Linked DNA regions of Capsicum annuum: region 1 is linked to region 2. The links are chromatin contacts, called in public Hi-C maps. All regions are on one chromosome and are shown on one strand. Each heading gives the region's core, a stretch centred on a gene start, on an enhancer-like site or on the middle of the called end of the contact. The rest is flanking DNA. Distances are from core to core; before and after follow the strand shown. Region 1 has its middle 17 kb from the start of LOC107850283. Region 2 holds the start of LOC107850338 (putative proline-rich receptor-like protein kinase PERK6).

Evidence for each region. A called contact is a pair of places that touch in the nucleus more often than the background predicts.
Region 1: a Hi-C map of placenta shows a contact between it and region 2, with 3 times the contacts expected there. The contact joins the enhancer-like site here to the promoter of LOC107850338 in region 2. A contact is called at or near these places in 4 of 5 Hi-C or Micro-C datasets (leaf, pericarp and placenta).

Annotation. Positions count from the first base shown.
Region 1 is chr8:169,128,965-169,133,023 of UCD10Xv1.1, reverse strand. No RefSeq gene overlaps it. Among protein-coding and RNA genes, the nearest start is that of LOC107850283, 17 kb to the left of the region's middle. Within about 2 kb of position 2,658, at least 1 of the 5 cell types and tissues checked has an H3K27ac peak or open chromatin away from gene starts, as enhancers often do. A contact at or near this core is called in pericarp, where this site is marked.
Region 2 is chr8:169,089,866-169,093,935 of UCD10Xv1.1, reverse strand. LOC107850338 (putative proline-rich receptor-like protein kinase PERK6) reads right to left here and starts at 1,532. Exons shown (of 11, transcript XM_016694793.2): 1 at 1,397-1,532; 2 at 1,260-1,309; 3 at 231-1,071. The coding sequence starts at 1,014. LOC107850339 (ras-related protein RABG3f) reads left to right here and starts at 2,416. Exons shown (of 7, transcript XM_016694796.2): 1 at 2,416-2,966. The coding sequence starts at 2,914.

The sequences.
Region 1 (4,059 bases), core at 1,409-3,908, 38 kb before region 2:
ATAATTAATATTTTATGTATAAAAAGTTAAATTTATACACATGTACACACACACACACACACACACATATATATATATATTATGTCGGTTTGATTTGGGTTCAGTTTGACTTTTTTTTTGGTTAACACCAAACCAAACCAAAAATTGTCGGTTTTTTTTTTCAAACGCCGAACCAAACAATAAGTCGTTTTTTTTCCTCGGTTTGGCTTGGTTCTTCGGTTTGATTTGATTTGACAGTTTGGTCTGTACATCCCTATCCGCTATAGCATAAATCAATAAAGAACTTTAAAACAAATAATTAAAAGAATAAATATTTTAAAAAAAATGCATACCTTCTTATTTTGGACAATCAATGAAATAAGGAATAAAATGTGTGAATAATCGTTATATGATTATTGTACAACTCAAACTTTCAACCTGCATTGCTTATAACCGATGAGTTCATTATATGTACGCAACATTATGTAAAAATCATAACTTAAAATCATGATGATTCATGTTCAAAGATAAAGAAATTATTATGAAAGAAATTCTAAAGAGTAGCCTGAGGAGCAAAAGTGTTACCATGTTTAAGTGGTTGAAGAAAGATGGAAGAATAAGAGTCTGAAAAAAATAGTTCTTCAAGAAGATGTGTGTGATGATTAAGGTAGTTTTACAGGGATAAGATTAGTTAAATATTTAAATTTTAAAAATAAAAATATTGGACGTGCATGAGTTAGTTTAGTTTAGTTTATTAGTCTTTTATAGAATAATATTTTATTGTAGTATCTCTTTGTTTTCTTTAAAAATTAAAAAGATGTAAAGTCAAAATACTTTTTTAGAATAAATTTATGTTTATTTTTCAAATCAAATTCAACCAATTTATATTATAATTTAAATACAACAACAACAACAACAAACCCAGTGTATTCCCACTTAGTGGGGTCTGGGGGGTAAGATGTACGCAGTCCATACCTCTACCTCTGATGAAGTAGAAAGGCTGTTTCCGAAAGACCCCCGGCTCAAGTCACGAGATATCACACAAATACTTTTTTAAATTATCTTATTTTTTAAATTTAAAAATACTTTTATGTAAAATAATTAAAGTAACTTCTAGTTTTTGAAATATTTTTAAGAATATAAACAAAAAAAAAATAATGACTAATTCATCTAAAAAATGGAAGTTAATATTTTTAGCCAGATGTAACAAAATCTAATAACATGACAATTTCAATTCCAAAATTTTAATGAATTTTTGTGTAATTATTATTCTTTCTAAAAATAGCTAAAGAAAAATTCAACTATTATATTTTTATATTAAATATGATTTTATTTTTTAAAAATTATTTTACAAATCAAATTTTAAATCAACATATGTACTTAATAATTAAGATATAAATTAAATTCAAATATGATAATTCAATTAAAATTTATTTTAAGTTTAATAAATGATATAAGATCTAACAACTTCTAAATAATAAAAACAGGTTATATAAATTCCTTAAATAATGATTGCATGTTTTTCTTATATTGTAACTTCCCATTTTTTTTTTTTTGAAATAGAAAATATTTAATTAATTCTAATTTTAAGTTAAAAAGCAATAACTAATTTTACCTAACCTAACTAATTTGTCCTAAAAAGTAACACATGACAGTCTTTTATACTGACGTTTGACAACAATCTATGCTAGACTTTCTTGCTATTTAGTATATATAGACTTACAAATCAAATTTTAAATCAACGTTTGTACTTGATAATTAAGATATAAATTAAATTCAAATATGTCAATTCAATTAAAATTTAGTTTAAGTTTAATAAATGATATAAGATCTGATAACTTCTAAATAATAAAAACAGGTTATATAATTTCCTTAAATAATCACTGCATGTTTTTCTTATATTGTAACTTCCCCTTTTTTTTTGAAATAGAAAATATTTAATTAATTATAATTTTAAATGAAAAAGCAATAACAAATATTACCTAACCTAACTAATTTGTCCTAAAAAGTAACACATGACAGTCTTTTATATTGACACTTGACAACAATCTATGCAAAATTTTCTTGCTATTTAGTATATATAGATGCGTAAAATAGATGGATCGAGTTGAATTAAGACGAATCAAATAAATTGATACATTATCGATTCACTCAAATGTTACTTGAGCTAAAACACATGTCAAAACTCGATTCACCAATTGTTATTGAGTTTTAATTTTTTTTTTTTTTTTTAGTATCTAATAAAATTGTTGTTCTTTCCTTTTTGGCTATATAACATACTTATCAAATAAAAATATATGTCTTAAATTTTTTTTCTAATAAAATTTCTCATGAATTAGTTTGAATTAGATGTCAGCTTAAATGATTGAAATGTGTTTAGCTAATGAATGGTGGATCAATAATTAGTCCAAACTTGAGCTGGTTATGATTTCATTGGTTAATGTTGTCACCTCTAACTTTGACAAACACATACGATTCTTATGATGTAGAGTCTCACTCAAATAAAGTGTGTTTTCAATACAAATGAAAATGTTTTTAAAGAGGATAAGTGGATTTTTTTTTTGATATTTGTTATGTCAGTAAAAAATTATCATATAAATAATTTTATAGATAAGAATTATGGGAGGTGGGGAGGTAAGAAGGGGGCTATAGGAGGTGGGATGTTGAAGATGAGGTGTGGGATGGGGAGAGCATAATCAATTTGGAATATCACTCGTTGAATTTGTTTACCTATTTTTGTTAGTAATGTTTTTTTAAGGAATTTGTTTACCTATTTTTGTTAGTAATGTTTTTTTAAGGAACTAGCTTAGGATATGTGTGTTGCACGTGTATCAAGTGTTAAAAAATAAATAATTGTGTGTACTTTATTTTATTAAGTATTTTTTAAAAAAAAAATATAACAAATAATTTTAAAAGATAAAAAAGTGTAATTAATTAAAGAGGAATATGATATATGACTGTCAAATTAATAATTAAGAAGCGAAATTAAATGTAATCAAAACTATATTCCCCATTTAAATTTATTTTATGTAATCTTTTTTATAAGTTGAGACGTTTCGAATTAATGACAACCAGAGTCAATACATTTTAAATAATATTTTGGCAATCTCCTATGTCTAAAAGTACTTTGTTCTTAACGAAAAGTTATTTTATTCACCAAATTATATATTTTTATCAAACTGCAAGCGTATTATTCATTTTCATTAATAAAAATATATAAAAATATGGCTTGCATGTGTTTTAGTTTTCACTTCTGCTATAAGATAAGACATCACAACTGATCTTTTTCATTAATAAGACTCAAAAAATCAAGTCAAATATTTACTATTGACTATTTCATAGTGGAGAAAAAATAAATATAATAAATTAACATAAAACACCAACACGAACCAAAATAAATAAAAGGATAAGAAACGACAACATACAAATATAAAAATTTAAGACCCCTTTTAAAAATAAAAAATATAGAAACTTCTTCTTGCTCAACCTAGTTTTTTTTCCCTTTGAGTTCAATCTTATCAACCTTTGAGTCAACGCTTTCGCAGCCTGCCTTTCCATTCTTCGCTCTATTTCAATCATTTCTTTTAGTAGATGGAGTACCCGTGGACTGCCTGTATATCTCTAGATGTTCGCCACTGCCAACCATTTACACCTCCTCATTGGGGATGACTTAAGACTTGAGTCTTACTTCCAAGCCAATCTTATGTGCAACAATCTTCATCCTATTCAACCTAAATTCTAAATTCATATCTCTTATACTTAAAAACAAAAATATTATAATGACCTTAATTTTTTGTCTCCTTCAATTTTTTTTGCTCAAGATAATACTACTTGATGATATAGTGATCACAAAAATTAAAGGACTGCAAGCCACTTTATTAAATTTGTAAAATTTAAAGTAAGAAAATAATTAGACTTCAATTTACTTGTGATTAATGAATTAAAATCTAACGCCAAACTTAACAATATTTTGGTTATATGTTTGTTTCAAGCTAAATTTTTGGATTTTTATAGCAACTCAATTTTTTCATGACAAAACATTTTTTATAATTTTTCTCGCACAAACATTATTTTCTTGTA
Region 2 (4,070 bases), core at 283-2,782:
TTTGAACCTTTTTGAACAATTGTGTAAAGCAGAGATGCAAAAATTAAATACAAATCTAAGAACCTACCTTTTGAACCTTTTTGGCTTTTATACCTATAAATCGAATCGGTATTTAGTAATTTTGCTTTTATTGATTTTTTTTTTTGACCTTATGTATGGCGTATTTTATCTAATATATACATTATGTCAAAATTAAAGCACATGGTAAGTAAGAAAGATAAGATATATACTCATTGCTCCACGAGAATTGTCTTGGTAGTAGCCCATTTGATTATGCTTCATTTGATTCTGCTTTCTTTTCTTTTTCCTCTTACAACAAGAGATGAGAAAAATGATCATGACAATAAATAATACTCCAGCGCCAGCTGCAACTCCTATCTTGATTGCAGCTGTGGTATCTTTGCTAACTGAGTCTGTTGATTCAGTCTTTGGAGGGGAGAGAGGTCTTGAGTTTGGAGAATAATTAAGTGATGATGGAGAGGGTGGAGGAGGTGGTGATAGCGGAGATTTTGATGAATTTGATGATTTTGGTGGAGGTGATGATGGAGGAGGTGACTTGTTACCGGAGTTGTTGTTATTATTATTATTCCCATTATTATTGTTCCCATTATTATTGTTGCTATTGTTATTGTTGTTGTTGTTATTGTTGTTATCATTTGGAGGAGAGCTATCATTTTTTCCATCGTTATTAGAAGGAGGAGGAGATTGAGAGTTTGAATTATTGTTGTTGCTATTATTATTATTGTTGTTGTTGTCATTATTGTTATTTGAAGAAGAGGAGTTATTATCTTTCCCAGATGATGAATCATTATTAGGAGGGGGAGATTGAGAGCTTGAATTATTGTTATTATTATTATTATTATTATTATCAGAAGAAGAAGAGTCTTCTGTTTTAAAAGAAGGAGATTGAAACTTTGAATTATTTGATGGAGATGAGGAGGAGGAGGACGATGAATCTGATGATGGAGAGCCCCCATTCGATGACGAAGACATTTTTATAAAAGTCTTTGTCATGATTATCCGTGTTAGGATAAATTACACAGATTTCACCGATCTCCCAAGTATTGATCCCTGCTCATTGAAAAAGTTCAAATGAAATCTACTTTTGTTAATCAGGAATTCACAAAAATCATCAATACAATAATAAGAAAACATGAGGTTAAAGCATGATATCAATAACAAAAAAATATGAAACTAATCATAATCAATGATCCCATTATTAAAATATTATAATTAATTGCTTAACGATGAGATAGTACCTTACGGAATCAATACTTCATATAATTATTTCGTAAATGATACCAGAAGCCTATATATTTATGGAAATAACAAAGATTAATAAGATGAAATCTTAAATTAAGAAGAAGAAAGAGAGGAGGAAAAGAGAAATGTGTACCTTTAGGAGAAAGGCAGCGAGGATTCTCAAAGAAACAGAAGTTTTACATGATGCATAATAATAATTTTTACCATGAAACTAAGAGATGTCTTTTCATCCTCACATTCCTCCTAAAATAAGGGAACTAATCACCTTGCTTTTAAAAAAAACAGCACATTTAGTTAATGCTTATTTAATTAATTAGAGGACTAAATTATAGGGGAAACCTTAAATTTTGACTTTAACTTTCCTAGACATCTTATTTGTCGAATTAGAAATAATTATATTTCACTTATTCTTTTGTCTTATTTATAAGAGCGAGTTAAGCAGTTGAAGAGATCGACATATCTGTTTGTGCTGCTTGCTTCAACTACTTAAATCATAATTTTACCATATCATTCCTAATTAATTATTATAAATTATTTACGTATTATAAATTAATAATATTTAATAAAAATAAGTAAAATAAACATTTGTTACATGTCTACTTCAGCTGCTTCAATCATAATTTTATTATATGACCCATAATTAATTATTATAAGTCATCTAATTATTAAAAAATTAATAATATTTAATAGAAAAAAATATAAAATGATAAATTAACTCTTAATATTTTAAATTAACGTGTATAATTATACAATTTGCTCAATCTAGTTTGGTCTTAGTAATTTGCTCAAATAATCAGTTAGTACTTTCTAGATATGAAAATTTCTCTGTGTATTATTATACTTTTGACCATACATGTGATATTCTTTCCATTTCTTACGCTCTATTATTTCATACAAAATGTCAACCTCATAATTACTTTTTTTTTTTTTAGTTTATACGTTGACATAAAAATTTCACCAAGACTTATCAATCATAAAATTTAAACAAAAAAATAAGAGGTCTTATTAAAGTACGTCATCATCTAGTGCTAAAGATTTAGATGTTGCCATTGCAAAAATCGATTAATTTCTTATTTTTTAATTGCAAAGTGAAGAAAGGCTCAAACAACAGTGTATTTTGCAACATGCAAACTTAAGAATTTCGAGGATTTCAAGACATTTAATATCATATCATACTACCTTGTAATTTACCAAAGATATACTACAACAAAATTTTCTCGAATCATGGTTCCAGATTTCAATAATCAACACCAAATTCAATTCGATTCGACTTCAGTAACCTTGTTATGTACAGTAAAAAATTAATTAATTGAATACTCTTTCAAAAAAAATCATAATACAAAGCATATAAATCATAAATTGCTTTTTAACATACTATATATGAATTCATGAAATGTTTGACTTACCAAAACCGACCCAGTAAAATTCTGCACTATTTCATTTTCAATTACAGCTGCTACTACAAAAACTAGGCAATCATTTTTTGTGCTAGACGAGAAACGTCTAAAATTGCCAACTGTCTGTGTTCCTCACGCCACACACATACGCATACGCATATACAGAGAGAGAGAGAGAAGAGAGAGAGAGAGAGAGGCGCGGAGTTTTGTGTGAATAGAGAGTGTTGTTCTGGTCAGATCGAGTCAACTGAAGATGCCTTCTCGCCGGCGAACTCTTTTGAAAGTCATTATCCTCGGCGACAGCGGGTCTCTTTTACTACTCTACTACTTGTGCTCTACTGTTTTAGGGTTTAGTAAACGCATGATTCATCGCTCTTCCTGATTCTATTTCCGCAACTAGCTACTATGTTTTGTTTAGTCAGTTAGCAGATTGAATTTGAGTTTTTGATTACGATGATCTGAGATTGGGATGATTAGACAGGATTTGCGTATATAGTCCAGTAGTTGGCAGTTGACGCGATGTTGATTTGATTATATGATTTATCCTGATCTAATTCTCAGCAGTTGCTGAATTTTCAGTATTTGTCGACTAACTAATTGGCAATTGAAGCGTTGTTGATTTGATTATGTGATTTATCATTGCTGAATTTTCAGTATTTGTCCACTAACTAATTGGCAATTGACGCGTTGTTGATTTGATTATATGATTTATCCCGATCTAATTCTCAGCAGTTGCTGAATTTTCAGTATTTGTCCACTAACTGATTGGCAATTGAGGCGTTGCTGATTTGATTTATCGTGATCTAAGTTCCATGAGTTGCTGAATTTTCATTGAATTTTCATTTCTTAGATTGGGCTAGAGAGGAATGATTAGAGAGGATTCGTGTACATAGTCCGAGGGTAATTAGTTGACAATTGAGGCGTTGTGCATTTGATTACTTGATTTATCCTGATTTGTGCATTTGATTGCTTGATTTATCCTGATTTAAGTTCCACAAGTTGCTGAATTTTCATTTCCGAGATTGGGATAGAGCAGAATGATTAGCTAGGATTCCTGCATATAGTTGAGTTTAATTAATTGGTGATTGAGTCATCGTTGATTTAGCGATATAAGTTCCACAAGTTGCTGAATTTTCATTTCTAGGATTGGGATAGAGCGGAATGATTAGAGAGAGTCGTGCATACAGTCGACTCTAACTAGTTGGCAATTGAGGCGTTGCTGATTTGATTATTTGATTTATTGTGATCTAAGTTCCACAAGTTGCCGAATTTTCATTACTGAGATTGGGATAGAGTGAAATGATTAGAGAGGAGTCGTGCATACGTCTAACTAGTTGGCAATTAAGGCGTTTCTGATTTGATTTATTTGATTTATTGTGATCTAAGTTCCACAAGTTGCTGAATTTTCAG